Linked DNA regions of Mus musculus: all the other regions are linked to region 4. The links are chromatin contacts, called in public promoter capture Hi-C maps. All regions are on one chromosome and are shown on one strand. Each heading gives the region's core, a stretch centred on a gene start, on an enhancer-like site or on the middle of the called end of the contact. The rest is flanking DNA. Distances are from core to core; before and after follow the strand shown.

Region 1 (2,700 bases), core at 8-2,507, 2.3 Mb before region 4:
TGCTGCTAGTTCCTGGTGACTAAGCTAGATCAAGATGAGTCACTGGTAACAAGGAAGGGGCCCTTTTCCCTGCTGTCTCTCCCAGGGCTGGCCCAGACTATGGGTGGGAGCTCTGGAAGGCCGGAGCTATTGACTAGGCTAAGGATAACTTTGGTTTTGTAGTGAGACCGGGTCTCACTATATACAAAACACAGTAGTAACAGCTATGCAATGGTGGCACACACCTTTAATCCCAGCACTGGGAGGCAGAGGCAGGTGGATCTTTGGGTTCGAGGTCAGCCTGGTCTATAAAGTGAATTCCAGGATAGCAAGAGCTATACAGAGAAACCCTTCCCTCCCCCATTTTTTTATTAATTTTTTGAGATAGATGAAGATGATCATGAAGGAAGTAAAAGTAGGAGATACACCTGGCTACAACTGAGAGTTTAAAAAAAAATCTGGCTGGTGGATATGGGAGCCCCAATAGAGAGAACTCCATTTTTTTTTTTTTTTTTTTTTGGCCTGGCTGGGCATTTTGTTTTCTTTGCCTTGAGTACCCTTCCCCACTTCATTTAACATCCTACCATTCACCCTAGGTCATCTTATCTGTGGACCCCTTCCTCTTATTTGTTTTGGTTTTATAATACAGGGCCTCAGACTCACAGGGATCCTCCTGTCTCAACTCCTGAGAGGTTGGGATAACTGTCATGAGTCACTTTACCCAGCCCTTGGGTCTCTCCAGGACTACTTAGTTGATTTCCTTGTGTTTCTGCCCCCCCCCCGCCCCCATAGCAGATGTTGTTTCCTGGTCCCTCCCATAGGTGTGTGAATTCAGTGACTTAAAGCCAGTCTGGGTCAGCACTGCACCTGCGCGGCAAATGCGGTATCTGTGGCTGCTCATAGATAACAAGAACTTCAGCTGACCTCGGGGGAAACCGAAGGAAACACGGGGAAAAGACCAGCAAGTCAGGGAGCTTTGAGGGCGACTATCATCCTCGGACCACATCATCTTTTTTAACTTCAGTCCTTTTCTTGGTGTTGCTACTTGTAGGTTCTGGGAGAAAAGACCGGCCGCTACCAATCTGTCAAACACGGATCAGTCAATTTGTAGGTTGAGGCTCCGCCCCTTAGACCTAGACTCCGCCTCCCCATCCTCCGCGGTTGGGGTCTGGGCCTGGCGGCGACGCCCAGGACGCCGCATGCGCACTGAGGGCCCCAAGGACTCCGTTTCCCTTCTCCCAATGGCGGGCGTCGGTCCCCTTCCCGGCAGCCTCCCTCGGGTAGAGGGCGCGTCATTTCCGGTGGGGAAGGCCCGCGGCCGCCGCCGCCATTTCGGGCGCTGCTGGGAGGCTGACACCGGAGCCGGTCCGCTGGGCGGCGGGCGCCAGGGCTGGAGGGGCGCGCGTGCCGGCGGCGGCCCAGCGTGAAAGCGCGGAGGCGGCCATGGCGGGCAACTTCGACTCGGAGGAGCGGAGTAGCTGGTACTGGGGCCGCCTGAGCCGGCAGGAGGCGGTGGCGCTATTGCAGGGCCAGCGGCACGGGGTGTTCCTGGTGCGGGACTCGAGCACCAGCCCCGGGGACTATGTGCTTAGCGTCTCCGAAAACTCGCGCGTCTCCCACTACATCATCAACAGCAGCGGCCCGCGCCCTCCAGTGCCTCCGTCGCCCGCTCAGCCTCCGCCGGGTGAGGGACAGGCGGGTGGGAGGCCCGGGCGGGGGTGAGGGCCGTAGAACCCTGGTCTGCTGCAGGAGGGACGTGGGCAGAGAGGGCTAGAGTGAACCTGGCGGGGGAGCTGTCTTCTGAGCAAGCTGGTTCCCACCGATGAGCGGGATTGTGGGGGAGGAGGAGCTGCTCACCGAGGCCTCTGGGTGTGCCTTGGGAGCCGGGGAAGGGGAACTGCTGCGGCCCCGGGGTGGGGCTGGGCGCCAGGGTCAGGCCCAAGGGCAGGGCAGGGCTAGGCAACTTGGGGACAATGAGTTAATGGGGATGTTACGGGGACATCATTTGGCAGTGGTACTCAGAATGGCTCTGCTAATCCTACAAGTGGCTTTTAGGCTTGAAACGTTTCCTGCAGTGTTAGAGCCGGGTTTGGCCATACTCCCCTGGTGGCCTTCGGTAGGAAGTCACCACGTACTGACTGGCTGGCTGGGAGGGATGGAGACACCCTCAGGAAGCCGGTCAGCTTTTTCCTTTCTTGGGCATTTTTCCAAAATATCTTTACCGTGCTCTTCCCTTGTGGAAGGTGGTGAACTAAGTGACTTGGTGATAGAAAAAAAATCCTTCTGTGACCAGCCCCGCGTAATTGAAGCCTAGCAGGCAAATTGTGTCCAAGAGGTTTTAAGTGTCCAAAAAAACTGCCCGCTGCAACTAGAGTTTCTAGTTTCAAAGTGATTAGTGGAGGAAGATTTTTTTCCTTTAGAAAACAAACAAACAAACAAACAAACAGGCATAAGCCAGTGAGAACAACCTTGGAAGTGAATGGCACTTCATTCTCCCTGGATTTACTTAAAAAGTGTCAGACACGTACTTCTGGGTCTTTTCTTGCTCTCTAAGTTGGTGTTGTGGTCAAAATCTTCCAGGATATGAGAACAGACCTGGCTAGCAGATAAACACCAAGAATAATTATCCCACTGTTTCCTCGTCAAGGACCATTGAGTTTTAACTGTCTTAGCTGTCTTATTGCAGTTGTCTTGGCAATGTTAAGGGAATTCATGCACTTA
Region 2 (2,700 bases), core at 194-2,693, 2.5 Mb before region 4:
GGTTGGGGTTCCATTACCACCCATGGCGGGGTTGAGGGGGAAGGGCAGAAAAAAGGAGATGGAGAAGGACAGACACGTAAGAAGGAGGATGTGGTTAGGGCTGATTCGTCCCCTGGGGTCGAACAATCAGCTGTTACTGGGGCGGAAGGCAGGAAGTCTCCTTAAAGACACAATATTCTGAACGTTGAACTCAGGATTTGAAGCAAGCCCAGCAGTCACCTTAGTGGAGCCCATACTTAATTTAACACAGAAGCGGCTATCTCAGGCTTCCCTCTCATTTCTTTGTCTCAGATGCTCTCACTTAGAAAGCTTAGATGCTCTTAGAAATGACTCAAAAGTCAAGAACCCCAGGCCACAAGTTTCTCTTTGGGGGTGGGGAGGGAGTGAAGAGGTGGTCCCAGTCTTGTCCCTTTAAATAAGCAATTCAGCAGCTTTTGCCAAGTCATTGGGTTCATTTCGGTTTTTGCCCATCCCCCGCCTTTCAGACTCTGATTGGCCCCTAGGGAAGGAGCCGCCTCTTCATTGGTCTCCACCTTTGAAATCACTTCCCTAAGTAGGCCTGAGTCAGAGAAGCGTTTCGGAGGGCGGGACTGAATGGGTGTTAATCTTAGAACCGGGTTTCTGGTTGATACTACTTTGGTAAAGATCTTCCCCTAATTTTTAAAAAGACGCTTCCTCTCTAAAAGTGAGGGCGAATCCTTTGTTAAGAACGTGCCCCTTGAGAAGCCGTGGGCTCTTCAGCGACTAAGACGAGACATTCACTAGAAAAGATTTCACTAAACCCACGAGGGATAGACTAGACCTCCAGTGAAGATTGGGCCTGTGCGGGTGACATTTGTCCCTATACCCCGAAGACCTCGAGCTAGCTCTCCAGTGAAGACTGGGGCCGTGCGAGTGACAGTGGTCCCTATACCCCGAAAAAAAAAAAGTCCTATTTGTGGAAAAAAAAAAAGACTTCGGGTGTTCTGCTGCATCGGTGGCTGGCTTCCATCTTTAGTTCTACTCACTCCTGTTGCTTCGCGTGCTCCACCTTCGCTTAGCTCAGGCCTCCTGTGAATCAGTTTTGAGGCTAAAAGAAGTTCCAAGAAGGAGGGGCTGTAGCCCTTTAAGGACTTCCCCGCGACCGAGTCAGAGATCAGTTTAAAAATGCCAACTCACAGAGCGCGCTGCATTCTGGGAAGCTGAGTGTCACCGTAAGAACTTCATTGACCGGAATGCACTGCAAAAATACACGCCTATACTTCCTTCTGCTCTTTAAACTGTAGTTTGACGTAAAGCTGGTCTAAGCAAGTCGCCTAGGCCGAGGGTTAGCCACACCTTTTCAGCCATTGGCCAGTTGGTTAGTTGGTAGGCGTGGCTTAGAGAAGCTCCTCCAGGCAAGGGGGTGGCCTCCTTGCCAATCAGAGCCCAGACGCCTGAATGGGCGGGAGTAAGCAGAGGTGCTGGCGCCCCCGAGTGGGTGTGGTCACGTTGCCCAGCAATGGGCGGTGATTGGCCCTGGGTGGTTCATTCGCAGCTCGTGCGTCACGACGCCGCCAGCTGATCGGAGACTGGAGCCGGTGTGTGCTGGGCGCTGGGAAGAGACAGAGCGGTCGGCCGTGCGGACAGGTCGCAGTGATTTTGCTCCTCTGTCCACAGCAACCCCCGCACCCAGCATCAGGTGGGTGTGATCTGGGGACCCGGTCATCCCGGGGGGAACCGCGGTAACCGGGTGATGGGGAAAGTAGGGTCCTGACGGCCACACCCTGCCCTTCTGGGGGAGGGGAGAGGGGGCGGCGGGGACAGGGGCGCTCTTGGGAGAGGAGCCTGGACTCTCCCGAGTAGTGTGTCTGGACGTTTAAAGAGAGAGTCCCGGACAGGAGTCGTGGCAGAAGGTTTGGAGAAGTAACTGGGGAGGAATATGAGAGGCCAGAGGGCCGGGGGCGTCTAACCCCGACGCCCTTTGGTTTGAGGATGCCCGAGCTGACCATTTAGCCTAGGGAGGATCTGGACGAGCGAGGGGTGCGGAGGTGCATTGCCTCTACCGGCGCTGACTGGGTCAGGGCCAGTTCAAGTCCCTGGCAGGGAAGGGGTCGCTGGGCGGTCCGGCCCCTCCTCTCGTTCCCTCCCGGGGATGTTATGTAAGGGGGGAGGGGAAAGGAGTAGGGGGCGGCGGTGCGGAGGCCTTATGCAACCCAAAGGTTAGGGTTTCACCGCGGGTTGGGCGGAGGTTGGGGGGGCGGACAGGAGGAGTGCCTGGAAACTCTACCCGCACCCCCCCTCCCAGCCTAACTGGCTGTCTTGGACAGAGAGAAGGTCACCTTTGCACCTCCCCCCTAGTATGTCCGGTAGAGAGGCCCCTAGCCCGGGCTTGGCCTGACTGCCTGGGAAGCCGGCTGGCTGGGTGGGGCGCCTGGGTTAGTCATCGCTGGGCTCCCTCTCTCCCCACCTCCTGGCCAACTCTTGGCCCCTCCCCACGGCCTCCGGTTAGGCTAACGTTCCCACCTCCCTCTGGCCCTAGTTTCAGTCTCCAACTCATTTGGCCTGTCACCCTGGCTGTTAGAGTAGGCTAGAAGCTGTCATGGTGCCAGAGAGTTGATGGAGCAGCTGGTCAGAGGGTCAGTGCCCTGGGCCCACCCCGCCCCGCAGCCAAGGGCACCTGCTTGGCACAAACTCTCAGCAGCCAGTGAACCCTGTGGCCTGAACAGAGCTATCCTGGGC
Region 3 (2,700 bases), core at 114-2,613, 2.0 Mb after region 4:
ACCACCTGTGACTCCATTTCCAGGAGAGGCAACATCCTCTTTTGGCTGTAAGGACCGCAGCATACGACCTTGGTGTAGACTTAGGCACAGGGTTCCTCTGTATAGCCCTTGCTGTCCTGGAACTCACTTTGTAGACCAGGCTCGCATCAGAAATCTGCCTGCCTCTGCCTCCCAAGTGCTGGGATTAAAGGTGTGTGCCACCACCACCGAGCATAAAAACATTTTTAGAAAGTTAAAATATAAGCAATATAAGCTGGTTATTTTGTCTAACTTGAAATCCAAGTTATTCAGAGTAAGCCAATTTGTACCAACAGACTTAGGTCGGGTCTGTTTATCTTTTTTTTTTTTTTTTTTTTTTGGTTTTTCGAGACAGGGTTTCTCTGTGTAGCCCTGGCTGTCCTGGAACTCACTTTGTAGACCAGGCTGGCCTTGAACTCAGAAATCCGCCTGCCTCTGCCTCTGGAGTGCTGGGATTAAAGGCGTGCGCCACCGCCCAGTTTATCTATCTTTTTAAACAAGACACTCAAAACACAGCGTTCCTCACAAGCTTTTGGCAGTACAATAAATAAAACTTCAAGAAATGTCTTTACTTCGAATCACCTATTTGTCTCAGAGAAAATGAAGTATCTACTTTGCTCGCATCGTGTTGAGAAGCCACAACCCAATTCCACAGAATCCCAAAACCTCACATCACTTAACAAAACAAAACCAAGTCTCCTTAATTTCTGAGAAACGGCCGCCACAAAATAGGTCGCTCCCTTTCGTAGGCGAGCCCTTCACGTCCGACAACCCAGTGGCTGCGCTAGGGGATTTCGGCCATGGGTGGCTTGGGGCACGTGGCGGCCAGGGGATCCGATCTCCTCCTGCCTCAGTGGAGATGAGACTGAGCACACAGCACCCCCGGGGCAGGTCACTTCCTGAGACCACACAGTCTCGGGATCCGCGGTGGACCTCCGCTCCTTTCAAAGGCCCCTTCGCCTTCAGTTTCTCAGTCACCCGCCTCTCTCTCCAGGGGACCTCTGCCCCCCTGGGGGCGGCGACTGACGAAGCTCTCAAGGCGAGAAACGGCTCCCAAAGCCGCTCGCGAGTCCCCCTCTGCCCACAATGCACCGGGACGAGCAGGAAGGCCGCTCCGACCCCTCATTTTCCCGCGAATTCAGTTCAAAGAGGCGTCCGGGCCCGCGGTCGGCAGCGCGCACGGGCCAACCAAGCCGCGCCTCCGCGAGAAGCGCCTCCGCGTGACTGACGGGGGACTCTGCGGACCAACGGGCTGGGCGGCCCGGCGGCGCGCGCTCCCGCCGGCCAATCAGAGCGCCGGGCGGGGAAAGTGGGCGGAGCGAGGCCAGGGTAGGGTGAGCGGCCTCCGAAGCGGAGCGGGGCTCGGAGGAGACACTTTTTTTTTTTCCTCCCTCCTTCCCTCCTCTCCTCCTCCCTTCCCTTCCCCTCTCCTCCCCTCTCTCCTCCTTCCCCCCTCGGTCCGCTGGAGCCTGCTGGGGCGAGCGGTTGGTGTAGCAGGCGCGCTCACTCTCCGGGGCCGCCCGGCGGGTAGCTGGCGGGGGGAGGAGGCAGGAACCGCGATGGCGCCTCAGAAGCACGGCGGTGGGGGAGGGGGCGGCTCGGGGCCCAGCGCGGGGTCCGGGGGAGGCGGCTTCGGGGGTTCGGCGGCGGCGGTGGCGGCGGCGGCTTCGGGCGGCAAATCCGGCGGCGGGGGCTGTGGAGGCGGCGGCAGTTACTCGGCCTCCTCCTCCTCGGCGGCGGCCGCGGCGGCGGCGGCGGGGGCCGCGGTGTTGCCGGTGAAGAAGCCGAAAATGGAGCACGTCCAGGCTGACCACGAGCTTTTCCTCCAGGCCTTTGAGAGTGAGTGTGAGCGGCTTCGAGGGCAGGGGTGCCCCTCTCCGGCGTTCGGGGCACGGGGCACTCCGCCGGGTTCTCGGAGAGTCCACTTGCTTTGGGAGTGGAGGGAGGACTCGCTGGGGAACGCCGGGGTCCCGAGCAGGTCCCTGACTCCCGGAAGGGTCGCCCCGGGGCCCCCAGGTTCAGAGCAGCCTTGGAGGTGGGGACGTGACGGTTGAACTGAGCGCATATAGATCCCGAGACGAGTTGGTGTTTTCGTTTGTGTCTTCCTTACTCCACAAGTACAGGGATTATAGTTGTAGGTTTCGGGGGGACGAGACACAGCCTGTCCGGAGATGAGTGTTGTAAAGCCGAGGAAATTGTCATGGGTCTGAAATGCGTTCGTACCCACTCTGGCTGCGTGTGAGTGAACACGCAGCATTTGAAACCTTTTAAGCTTTTCAAACCTTTCCGCCCATTTTATGGGTGCGTAGACTGAGAGAGACAGAATGGGGCAAGCGTCCTCTCCGTGGACAACCTTGGAGTTGTTTCTTAATTCCAGAACATTTTTTTTTTAAATCCCGGTTTTTCGTTTTAAAAGATGCGTGGAGGGCGAAACTGACTTTTTTGGAAAGGGGATCACACAGTGCCTGGAAACAAACAATAGAATTTATAAACATTATGACTATAAATAAAATTGTTACTAAGTGGGCATTATATCCTGATGGTTTTGCACCTCTTTTGTGTAGATAGTGGAATTTAGCAATCTTCTAGCTGGGTATTTTACGGCAACTTGAATGAAGTCAGCTTTGCCGTTGAATCTCTTTATTTACACTATATCCGTGGCATATGTTATGGGCTTTGGTA
Region 4 (2,700 bases), core at 54-2,553:
AACAAACGAAAGAAAGAAACGGCAGGACATAGCTGCATGTCACCAGTGTTAATTAATGCCTAGTGGGGTTCATTCATTCGCAATTAGGCAGAGTATCTGTCCATATTGGAAAGTGATAACAAGGGCATAACAGCGCACACCCAAAGAGAGGTATGTCTCTCTGCTCAGAATGCGAGGTGAGGGGCTCAAACTACAAACCCCAGTGTGCAATACGGCAGCTCTCAAAAGTATCCTTTCCCGGCAGGCTTTTCTTCGTGTACATCCTATGGTCCAGTGCAGCGCCTGAAGGCTGAACTACAACTCCCACAATCCATCAGATCCATCGCGAGTCTAACTACCAGAGTGCAAAGCGGTCCCGTTCACCCTTTGAACTCTGCGCGTTGCAAGATGGGGATTGAAGTCAGCTGTAGGCAGGTAGCTGGGCGTTGTCAGGATTACGGACTGTTTGGGCTTTTGACTTCCTCTTTCGGAGTAGTTCACAGGGACAGTGGTTAAGAGAGGGTAAGAACAGCTTGAAATATCTTGGGTTCCATCGGGACCCAAGGCAGCAATGCTCGTGCTAAAATTAGGTGCTGAGAGTGGAAATGAAGTGGAAAGAGCAGTCATCCGATCTGCCACCAAAAGCGTCTTTTTTTTTTTTTTTTTTTGTCGCAATGCTTTTTTTTTCCCTCTTTACCAATATGGCGGCCTAGTCCAGACACACCTGACACTGGAGACAAACAGTCCACTACACCATCCATATGGGTACTGCTGCAGCCGAAAGCTACCAGCTCCATACAGCATCCCACGCTCCTCCTTGGTCGTGACTGAGGACTCCAAGGGCATGGTAGCCCCAAATCTCATTACCAAAATGGCGAAAGGAGAAGCTTTTTTTTTTTTTTTTTTTTTTTGTGCAGGCCTCCAGGTACAACGCGCCTGCGCGTGAGGCGGCTGTGTGAGGGGACGGGAGGGTGGCGACCCAACACGCCTGCGCGGGACCAGAGCCCGTGGTCCGCACACAAACACCAATGGGTGATGCGTCTTCCAGTTCCTGCGGCTGCGCCGTGACCCCTACGCGCTTTCCCAGGCGCCTAAGCGAGGCCTCAGGTTCCGCCCTCCAATCGCAGTACGCCGGCGCACGGCGGAGAGGCGGGGCTTCTGGGCTCCGGGCGAATGCCAGCGCGGCTGCGCGCCGGGGGGTACCCCATCACCGCGGCTGCGCGGGAGCCAGGCCGCCGGCTGTCACTGCGGTTGCGCGCGGCGAGCGGCGATCCCGGGGCGCCTGCGCGGGTGGCTTTGCGGGCGCTCGCGGTAAGTTTGCGCCAAGTGCGCGGCAGCCGGGACGCAGACGGCAGCGGCGGCGAGAGGCGGAGCCCGGGGACCACCCCCCATCATCCTCCCCAGAGTCACCTCACGAACCACAACCTCACCTAACCTCTCACCCCCCCCTCCGGTCCCCCAAGCCCGGGATGGCAGCGCCCGCTAGCCTTCCCGGCCGGACCAGCGGTCGCCAGCGCCAGCTTTAGCCTGTGGGCCTAGGCCCCCGCCGAGGCCTGACCCCCGGAGCCGGGATCCACTGTGCAGCCAGCCGCTGGGCCGGGGCTGAGGGGTTGCTCCCCTCTCGCGGCCCGTGGGGAGGACGCTGCCGTCCCAGGGACTGGGGGCCGGGGGGTGGGGGGGAGCCAGGGCGAGGAAGTCGGAACCTGTGTTGGGAAGAGAGAAGGGGACCGGGGGTCAGAGGTGCCCCCTTCCCCTCCTCCCCCCTCCCCCCGGGGCTGGGGGGGCCGGAGCAGAGAGCGCCCAGCCCGAGAGGTGGATGAATGTGGGAGAAAATGGAGACCAAGACGATCGTGTACGACTTGGACACGTCGGGGGGGCTGATGGAGGTAAGAGTGGCCCTCATCCTTTTCCCCCCAGTGCCAGGAGGGTACCTCCGCCCCACAAAGCCGGCCCTAAGCTCGAAGCGCCAGAGGGCCGGGAAAAGGGGGGGTTGTTCTTCCTCACCCAGTCTCTTCCTCCCCTCTTTGCAATTTGGGGGACTGAGCTTAGCTTCCGAGGACGTCTGCAGCAGTTTCACCTACCAGCCGCCCTCGATTCGCTCCCTGAGGCTTCAGCCCACTCCATTTCATTGCACCGGCAGGCCTCCCCACCCCCTTCTTGTCGGCCCCTTTGTGCTTCCCCCTGCACGTCCGGGTACCAAGCTTCGGGCCTCTCCCGAGCCGGGCTTTGGAGTCCCCCACTGTCCATACAAGGAAGTGGCAAGAAGAGAACCGCGCACCCTCTCCCCATCCCCCTACCCTGGTCCTCCCCATTTGGAAGGAGCTTTTCTTGTTGTGCTGCAGGAACGCAGTTAGGGTGGGCTCCCCTTGATTCCGGGGACCGAGAGGTTCTGGAAGCAGCCTGGATGGGAGGAAGAAGGACAAAAGGGGGAAGAGGGGTGGGTGACGGAGAAGCGGCGCCGGTGGGACTACGGGCTACCCGGGAGCTCCGAATGTGCACACATGCCGTCTGTATGTGTGTGCAGCAAATCCAAGCTCTGCTGGCTCCCCCCAAGACGGACGAGGCAGAAAAGCGGAGTCGGAAGCCCGAGAAGGAGTCCCGGAGAAGCGGCAGGGCCACCAACCACGACAGCTGCGATAGCTGCAAGGAAGGTGGGGATCTCTTGTGCTGCGATCACTGCCCTGCCGCCTTCCACCTCCAGTGCTGGTAAGGGCTGGGGAC
Region 5 (2,700 bases), core at 113-2,612, 2.3 Mb before region 4:
GCAGACTCACCTCCTCCCCAGGGAGTCCCCGTCCAAGGGGTGGGGCGCTTTGGTGCTTTGGGTTCTTACTCCCCCTATCCTCCCTAGACCAAGTGTATACCCTCGGTATATGCTTCAGGTTCCTTACAAAGGGCGAGGAATAGATAAGGCACTTGAGAACCCTTTGCAAATGGTAGATATAGGGGCGGACGCTTTCTTCACTAGACAAGAAGATTGGACTCTCCCCCAAGTCCCTCAGTGCGTGTAGAATGAAAGAGGAAGAGGGTAGTAGTGGTGTTGATGGCTTGGTCAGTGCTTCATTTCAGGCAACCCAACAATTCTGGCAAGTATCAGCCAATCGGCCTCTTAAGGCACTTACTCATGATCATCATCCTGCTAGTAAGCAAAGGCCAGGCTGGTTTTGTTGTTGTTGTTTTGTTTTACCGTAGACATCCATATGCCACAAGAGGTGGCAACTGACCCAAAGTCCACTCCACTCCTCTCACACACTCTTCTCGGGCCTAAAAAGGGCTGATGTCGTCAGAGAACCAGCGAGGGTGCTGGACAGACAAGGAAGACAGCTGATGGCCTGTGTTCAGGGAAGAGCGGAGATCCAGAGGGAAGAGAAAGAAGGGAAGAGAGGAGAGGAGCCCATGGGGCAGGGCACTGAGTCCGGAGGATATTCAGGCTGGAACATAAGGTTATTGGCTGCACACGTAGGAAAGTCAGAAGGGTGCTGCCTACTCGGCAAACAGGCTTCTTTAGGGGTCATGCTGGGTCAAAAAGGGCACCCTGCTCTGACCCTAGGATTTGTTTCTTAGCTAGGGAAGAGATCTTTCAAGAGATGTTTCTCTTCTGGCTCTCTTGGCACAAGTTTGTAATCTTAGTACTCAGGAGGCTGAGGCAGGAGGCATCTTGAGTTCCAGGCCAGATTGGGCTCCGTAAAGAGACCCTGTCTCAAACAATTTCTTTTCTAAGGATTTAAAGAATGGAGCCAGTCCTTTGGGAGTGTGTATGGGGGTGGACAGTGTCCCGTACAGAGGCTCCGCCTGTCCCGGGGCGCCGGCCGTATTTGGACATTTCGTTCTATTTTTAACTTTCCCGGGACTCGAGGTTGGGGGTGGGGAGAGAAATCCTGCTTCCCCGGTGACCCACGGGCTTCAGCCCTCGTCTCGCGCGGGGTGTCCAGCCCCGTGCTGTAGACACGAGCCCGGAAGTGAGTTCCGGAGCTGTGTAGACGCGGCGGCCGCGCGGGTTCCGGGCCCCACCCTGGAACTAACGACGTTCCTCCTGGAAAACCTGACTCAGGCGGAGCCCGCGGCACGCAGGAGGCCCCGCCCCTCGCGCGCCCCCTCTTAGGTCCCGAACCCCCTCCCACCCAGCCCGGCCAGGCCGGCTGCAGTGGGTCCTAGGGTCGGGACTCCGAGCCCCCTGAGCCAAGGGGCCTGCAAGGGGCGGTGCAGGGGGCGGGCTGGCCCCTCCCTCGGTTACGCCGCGGCCGAGTACAGACCAAGAGGCGCGGGCAGCGGAGCGGGGCGCCGGGTCCGGCAGGATGCGCTACCGGGCATCGGTGAGCATGGGCGCGGGCAGGTTTGGGGTCCAGGGTATCTCTCGGTGGCCCGCGGCGCTCCAGGGCCGGCCTTGAAGCGGGCGCGGCCCAGGAATTTCGGTGGAAGATGTCCCTGAAAGTTGCTAGAACAGGAGGCCGAGGCGGAGAGGGCTGCAGAACGCTCGAACCCAGGACCATGTGGTCGCCCCTGGTGATGGCTAAGACCCCTCCCACTTGAGGACCAGGGGGCGTTGGCTGCGGTGGTGTTTGGCAGCAGCTTCGGGCTGGGTGGGTCAGGGGTGGGCAGGTCTGAGGGAGACAGGCCCTGGACTTGAGGGGTGACGGAGAAGCAGAGAACTGAGCAACTAGGGCTAGAAACCAGGGTCAGGGGAGACTTGGTGACCTCCCTGGAATTTACAGCGGCTCCCAGTACCTTCCTCTTCCTTGACACCCCCCTACCCCAGCATTTTCTAGATCTGCAGGCCCTCTTTGAAAGGAAAGCTCTGCTTAAGACGCGGCTTGAGGGTCTAGCTAAGCCTGTACCTGCCCCACCCTTGGGTGGCAGCTGGGTTTCCCCTGGGAGAACCCTCCACCTCCTGAGGCTTCTCAACGGTGGAGGAGCTGCGGGAGGAGGGGGGGCGGGGGGGGAAGCCTAGCAGCTGGAGAGGAGGGAGTGGCTCCAGTTGAGGGAGGGCAGGCCACCCGCTTCTGGGGTGGGCATCAAGTCCAGCTGAGGTGGTGGCCCATGGGGAAACCCTCTCCTAGGACGTGAGCTCTGGCTTGATCCCTAAACAACTTCTACTTCTGGGAATTTGGGGTGGATGGGAGTTGGAGAGATGGCCCCTCCCTGTCTGCAGAATTCCCTCTGAACCGTTTGTCCTCCAAAGCACCTGTAACACGTAGCTGGGATTTGAGGTCACCTGAACTAACCCACTCCTGTTCTCTGAAGAGGAAGCAGTCCTGAGAAAGGAGGAGGTTTGTCCAAGGTCAACACCAGCATTCTTTCTGCCGTTCCTAGGAGCTCCTTGTCATGTCCCACCTTCCTCAACTCAAAATGCCGCTGCCCTGGATTCCATGCAGTCGTTCAGTGTCTGCTGGGCCCTTTGTGCTCCTATGGGCTGTGTGCATGGTCCATATGTCCCATAGGGTCTCTTATCTGCATTCCAGCATCC
Region 6 (2,700 bases), core at 21-2,520, 2.4 Mb before region 4:
TACCTTTGGTCATGGTCTTTATCACAGCAACAGAAAACCACACTAGGACAAGTCCCTGAATGCAGCCTGTTCCTGACTCCGGCCCTTACGTGTGTCCTTTCTGCTGTGCATGGTCTTCCCCAGCATCTTGTGGATCTCTGGGATGCCGTCCCTCAAGGGACTCCTCACATACACCAGGTGCTGTCCAGTGTGATCCCATCAAACACAACTTCCACCTCCCACCCGTACCCCAAAGCCTGCTGCCAAGCTACCGTTTTCTTCTCTTTCTGGGATTCTGGGATTGAACCTAGGGCCTCCTGCATACGAGGCAAGTGCTCTGACGAGCCACATCCCAACCCTCTCTTCAGCTTTTATGAGACAGCAACTTACTAAGTTTTTCAGGCAGGCTTTGAACGTTCCATCCTTCTGCCTCAGCTCCCAGACAGCTAGGAATTCCCAGACAGCTAGCCTGTACCACTAGCTCTGGCAGCCCCTTTCCTTCCAAGTGCCTGCTACCCCAGCCATCACCTGCCTCCCCTCCATTTGATTACCAGCTCCCTAGGGGCAAGATAGTGCCAGCCTTCTTCTCTCTATTCAGGATATCACAGGCTCTGGTACACAGCAGCCCCACAGCCAATGGTTAGTGGGTGGATGAGAAGACACTAAGATTTTATGTTAGAATCTCAGCTCTACCCAGCACTCAGGAGCCAGAGGCAGGTGGATCTTTGTGAGTTCGAGGCCAACCTGGTCTACAGCGCAAGTTCCAGGACAGCCAGAGCTATATAGTGAGTTCCTGTCTGAAAAAAAGAAAAAAAAAAAATCAAATCTCAGCTACATCATGAAAACACTGTGATGAGCAAATCTAACTTATGCAGCCTTCTTGCCTGTAAACGAGGGCAGTAACAGTATCTTTCTGGTGGAGATGTGGAGTCACGTATTTAGAGGAAGTATATACACACTTGTTTGGTTTTGGTTTCTTGGTGAATCCAAATTAGGCAAGTGCTTCGTGGTTGAACTAAATCTCAAACTCCCTCATTTTATTTTTGACATGCTTGGCTCTCAGTACACCCACCAGCGAAGTCCAAGCATATAGGCACAGTAGCTCCTGATGCAGAAGAGTATTCATACCAAACATGTCTCTTTACCTCTTGACTACCAAACCAGACCTGGGCCCAGATGCTGACACGGACCCGGAGCCACGGCCCATTTAAGGGTGGAGGGGTGGACCCGGGAAGGCCCCGCCCCGCGTGAGGTCAACGCGCACTGCTGCGTCTGACGCTTTGGTTGCCGCAGAGACGCCCCGCCCCCGCGTGGCGCTGCGGAACCGGAGCTCCGGGCGGCGTCGGCAGAGGCGCGGGAGGTGGTGAGGCCAGGGCAGGGCGACAGGAGCCCGCGCGGCGACCGCAGCGAGAGCAGCGGGGACAGAGCAGACCACGACGAAGGCGCACAGGCAGCGGGGCCGGGCCGGGCCACCGGGAGAGCGGCCACCGGGTAGCGGGCGGGAGGCCGGGCTGGCAGCTGGCAGCCGCCGAGCCGCGAAGCGACATGGTGCTGCTCAAGGAGTAGTGAGTGTCGGGTCGGCTGTGCGGAAGCGAGGCGGAAGGGAGGGTCGGGATGACGGCGGCGAAGGCAGATCGCCTGCCGGGGGATGGAGAACACCGGATGGGGCTGTTGGGCCGCTTAGCAGGGGCGGAGAGGACAGCGGGGGCTGGACGGGGCCTGAGGTGGGGCCGGAGGGGCCCGAAGGGGCCAGAGGGTGACAGACAGCACCTGAGGTGGGATCGAATAGGTCGGAGAGGAGGCTGAGAACCGGTGCGGGCCGGTCAGGGCCTGAGGAGGGGTCAAGGGGATAGGGAGATCCAGAGGAGACATTAGGAGGGGCATGGGGAATGGAGAGCGCTGGATGTGGTGTGGCCCTATGGTGGACGCTGTGGGATGAAGGAGCAGGCAGAACTGCCTGAAGGACCGAGGAGTTGTGTAAGGGACCAAGGAGCAGTGGGACAAGGGCAGGCAGCGCCGGTGAGTTGACTGACGCTGGGGAGGGGTTTGAGGCTGAGCTGTACCAAGGGGCAGGGAAGATCAGATAAGGTAGCTCTTGGAATGGAGTTGAGGTGGTGGGGAGGGGTGTTGAGGCGGAACCTGGGGCATGGACAGTGGCTGCCTGAGGCAGCAGAGGAAAAGGGATTGTAATAATTGGTTGCAGAAAAAAGGACTTCAGTCAAAGCCACGCTTGGGTGATGGGATGGGCAAAAGAGTATAGGGGACTGGATGACAGGGTGGGGATGGCATGGTACCCAAGTAGGTGCAGAAGAGGAGGCTTTTGCAAGAAGTTCAGCATGCCTGCTTAGGACTTGGCAACACTTGAATGAAGAGTCTAGAAAATACTGGGCAGGTTCTAAAGTGATGTGAAGGAGTGTGGGTAAGAGAGAAGGGCATTAAGTTAGCAGGGCCCAGGACCGTCCAGGAAGATGATTAAGAATGAATGTGCCTGCTAATGGAAGTGGTGGGGACCAAGACAAGGCTATCCAAGCCTACAGGATGCTGGATGGTGCTGTTTGGAGGAATTGAGGTCCCATAAATGTTTTGGGGGGTGTGGAGCTGTTGATATGGGGGATGGGCAGGGCTTGCAAGGAGATAGATGTTTGTTTGCTCCTGGCTGTCGGGGTGGAGCGGAGGGTGTATTTTGATTGACAGTATGACCTACTCCTGAGGATCATGGTT
Region 7 (2,700 bases), core at 197-2,696, 2.2 Mb before region 4:
GCAAGACCACAGCCCTGCTAGTGCACAAGGTAAATCCTAGTCACCTGCTTCGAAGCCGCCTCTTATCCCACGCCTGGGATTAAAACGCAAACACATTCACAGACCATAGCTGGGTTTTTGAAGAAACCAAAACTCTCACCACCAGCTCCTTTCTTTTTGTGTTTGTGTTTCGAGGTAGGGTATTTTTAGTCCAGGATGGCCTGGAACTTGTGGCAATCCTTGTCTCTGCTTCCACAGTGCTGGAATTACAGGCGTGAACCACCGCTTCAGTAAGTACGGAATACTTTTCTTAAGTACAATTATGACGATGTCACCTTCCACTCAGAATCATCAAAACAGCTTGCCCAGATAGGACTATAACTCAGTGGCAAAACACACGGTGGAAGCTGTGGGGGTCAGTCTCCAGCGTTTGGACAAAACAATTCCTGTCCGTTCACAGACTAAGATGCAAACCTCTGGGCGTGTGACCTCAGGCCTTGATCCCAACCTTTTGATTTCACACTCATTTTGAGGCCCTTTTTCTGCATGGCTCAGCAGCAAGCTGATATTGAGTATAAGATGTTGAAAATCCATAAGGAAGCAGACTAGGCGTGGCCATTGCAAGTGAAGCAATCCCCATGGAGGATTATTTATTTCTAACTCATCAATGTCAATTTGCCCTTACACACCTCAGGTGCACCTTGCACTCCAAGTGAGGCAAGCCACTATGTCTCCTTTTTCCCTCGAGTGAGGGTTTCCCTTAACTAGCTGAGATTGACCACTTTTTCTTTTTTCTTTCTTTCCTTTTTTTTTTTTTTGAGATGGGGGTTTCACAATGTAGCCCTGGCTGACCTGGAATTTGCTTTGTAGATGGGACTTGATCCAAACTCGATCCTTGCGCCTCTACCTCACTAGTGTTGGAATTAAACACACTCACCTATGCTTGAAGCAAAACCAGAGATTTTAAACAAAAGTCCTATCTACGATAGGCCAAAGAGATAAAATATGGCTGGAGGGGAGAAGAAAATGCTTAAAGTATGGAAGCAAGGGAGATGATGATGCGTGAAAACTCGAGCTTTCCCTTCTTGTCCTTGTCAATTCTTTAAATTGGATGAGAAAAATGTGCTAGAATGCACAGGGCCGGTTGATCTTCAACGAGGAAGGCCTGCCGTAGCAAGAACCCATCAAGCCTGTCGCTCTGTCCCCCACAGGCCAGCCCGCGGTCGCCCCGCACGGGCTTCTGGCTAACTCCCCTCCCGCAGTCTAGGCCGACCTCGCCTCCAGCCGCTCCAGGGGCCGTTCTCCGTCGCAGTCGCAGTTCCCGCCTCGCCACAGGGCCGCCCGCTGTGCCGACGGAGGAGGGGCGTCTGTCGCGCTGGTTCCAGCCTTTTCTGGCGCCGAACTCCGGGATCCGCCCCCCCCCCCCCCCGCGCCAGTTGCCAGGGAGCGGTTGCCATAGAGCTGAGCAGTTGTCCGCGTGCGCAGGCGGAAGTCCCGGATTGAGGCGCCGCCATTTTTCCTGCTCGGACGCGGAGCGAGAAGCTGAGAGAGTCGGAGACGCTATCCGCTTCCATCCGTCGCGCAGACCCTGCCGGAGCCGCTGCCGCAATGGATGATCGGGAGGATCTGGTGTACCAGGCGAAGCTGGCAGAGCAGGCCGAGCGATACGACGGTGAGTCGGGGGGGTGTCGGGGGGCTGGAAGTCTCGGACCCTCCGCCGCCGCCCACAGAGGCCGGGAACCGGAGACAAAATGGCGGAGCCGTCTCGGAGCCCGGCTTGGGACGTGGGTCGGGAAGCAGGCCGAGGCCTGCGGGCTCCCGGCGCGGTGGGAGTCCCCGGGCCTAGGGATTTGACCCCTCCGGTGTCCTTAGCTTGCAGGCGCTCGCCCGCCAGCAGGCCGGGGCGGAGGGTGGAGGAGTTGGTTGTAAAATGGCGGCTGGAGGGGGAGGGCGAGTCCCCGGGCGGGGGAGGGGGGAGGAGATGGCGGGTGCCGGCTCCCGGCGTGCGATCCCCACGGGAGCCCTCGGGAACCGCGGCGGGGTGTGGAGGAGGACACTTGGGTGGGGCGATGTGAGGAACGGTACCGGTCGCTCGGGAGAGGGCGGCATCGAGGAGCTGTAGCGCTAGGCGCCTTTCGGGGAAATATGGCGGGTGGGGGCGGTGGCTTTTCCCCTGAGGCCCAGTGTGGGGCGGCGGCCGTGGAGCCTCACAAAGGAGAAGCCTCTGGAACGGACGGCTTCTCGGGGCCGGCGGTGGAGAGGAGTCTTCTGGTGAGGGTGGAGTGTTTGGAAATCACTGCAGAGCCTCCCTCCTTGGGTGGAGGCGAGCTGAGATGCTGCGATTGGATTTCTTCCTTTGGGCCGACACACCTTGGAGTTGAGAGTTTGGGGGGCTTTTTAGCCTCGCCTTCTTCCGGGGAGGTGCAGAACCTCACTCCTACCCCGTTTGTTCTTACCCAGGATATCCTAAAGTTGCTGCGGGTTTTTTTTTTCCCCCTTCTGTCCCCATCCTTCATAGGCACGGAGTTCTGATGGCTAGAATACAGGAGACCAGGCTTGCCAGGATTCCTTAGTACGAATTTCCCTTTGCAGAGTCAGTGCCTCAGTTTACCCGTTTGTAAAATTGACGACTGTACTATTCACACTCGTCATTATGAAGTATGGAAAGACCTGCTGAGAAATGGTTAATTCAAATAATGTTTAGTAGCACTTTGGGTTGAC

The links. Promoter capture Hi-C pulls out the DNA fragments that hold promoters and counts their contacts. Capture Hi-C pulls out chosen DNA fragments and counts their contacts.
Region 1: a promoter capture Hi-C map of pre-B cells shows a contact between it and region 4, with 4 times the contacts expected there. The contact joins the promoter of Crk here to the promoter of Phf12 in region 4. A contact is called at or near these places in 1 of 39 promoter capture datasets (pre-B cells) and 1 of 115 datasets of contacts at active chromatin or transcription factors (embryonic stem cells).
Region 2: a promoter capture Hi-C map of liver shows a contact between it and region 4, with 3 times the contacts expected there. The contact joins the promoter of Mir22hg here to the promoter of Phf12 in region 4. A contact is called at or near these places in 2 of 39 promoter capture datasets (liver and pre-B cells) and 1 of 484 Hi-C or Micro-C datasets (B cells).
Region 3: a promoter capture Hi-C map of pre-B cells shows a contact between it and region 4, with 4 times the contacts expected there. The contact joins the promoter of Suz12 here to the promoter of Phf12 in region 4.
Region 5: a promoter capture Hi-C map of liver shows a contact between it and region 4, with 3 times the contacts expected there. The contact joins the promoter of Myo1c here to the promoter of Phf12 in region 4. A contact is called at or near these places in 4 of 39 promoter capture datasets (embryonic stem cells, hippocampal neurons, liver and 1 more) and 1 of 9 other capture datasets (liver).
Region 6: a promoter capture Hi-C map of liver shows a contact between it and region 4, with 2.2 times the contacts expected there. The contact joins the promoter of Pitpna here to the promoter of Phf12 in region 4.
Region 7: a contact with region 4 is called in a promoter capture Hi-C map of pre-B cells, with 7 times the contacts expected there. The contact joins the promoter of Ywhae here to the promoter of Phf12 in region 4. A contact is called at or near these places in 5 of 39 promoter capture datasets (the C10 cell line, hippocampal neurons, liver and 2 more).

The regions. Positions count from the first base shown.
Region 1 is chr11:75,678,002-75,680,701 of GRCm38.p6, forward strand. Crk (v-crk avian sarcoma virus CT10 oncogene homolog) reads left to right here and starts at 1,258. Exons shown (of 3, transcript NM_133656.5): 1 at 1,258-1,663. The coding sequence starts at 1,423.
Region 2 is chr11:75,460,096-75,462,795 of GRCm38.p6, forward strand. It overlaps Mir22hg (Mir22 host gene (non-protein coding)), which reads left to right and starts at 1,444. Exons shown (of 3, transcript NR_030711.1): 1 at 1,444-1,660.
Region 3 is chr11:79,991,743-79,994,442 of GRCm38.p6, forward strand. It overlaps Suz12 (SUZ12 polycomb repressive complex 2 subunit), which reads left to right and starts at 1,364. Exons shown (of 16, transcript NM_199196.2): 1 at 1,364-1,857. The coding sequence starts at 1,578.
Region 4 is chr11:77,981,513-77,984,212 of GRCm38.p6, forward strand. It overlaps Phf12 (PHD finger protein 12), which reads left to right and starts at 1,304. Exons shown (of 15, transcript NM_174852.3): 1 at 1,304-1,865; 2 at 2,504-2,685. The coding sequence starts at 1,800.
Region 5 is chr11:75,654,653-75,657,352 of GRCm38.p6, forward strand. It overlaps Myo1c (myosin IC), which reads left to right and starts at 1,363. Exons shown (of 32, transcript NM_001080775.1): 1 at 1,363-1,549. The coding sequence starts at 1,532.
Region 6 is chr11:75,586,809-75,589,508 of GRCm38.p6, forward strand. Pitpna (phosphatidylinositol transfer protein, alpha) reads left to right here and starts at 1,271. Exons shown (of 12, transcript NM_008850.2): 1 at 1,271-1,544. The coding sequence starts at 1,525.
Region 7 is chr11:75,731,441-75,734,140 of GRCm38.p6, forward strand. It overlaps Ywhae (tyrosine 3-monooxygenase/tryptophan 5-monooxygenase activation protein, epsilon polypeptide), which reads left to right and starts at 1,447. Exons shown (of 6, transcript NM_009536.4): 1 at 1,447-1,651. The coding sequence starts at 1,588.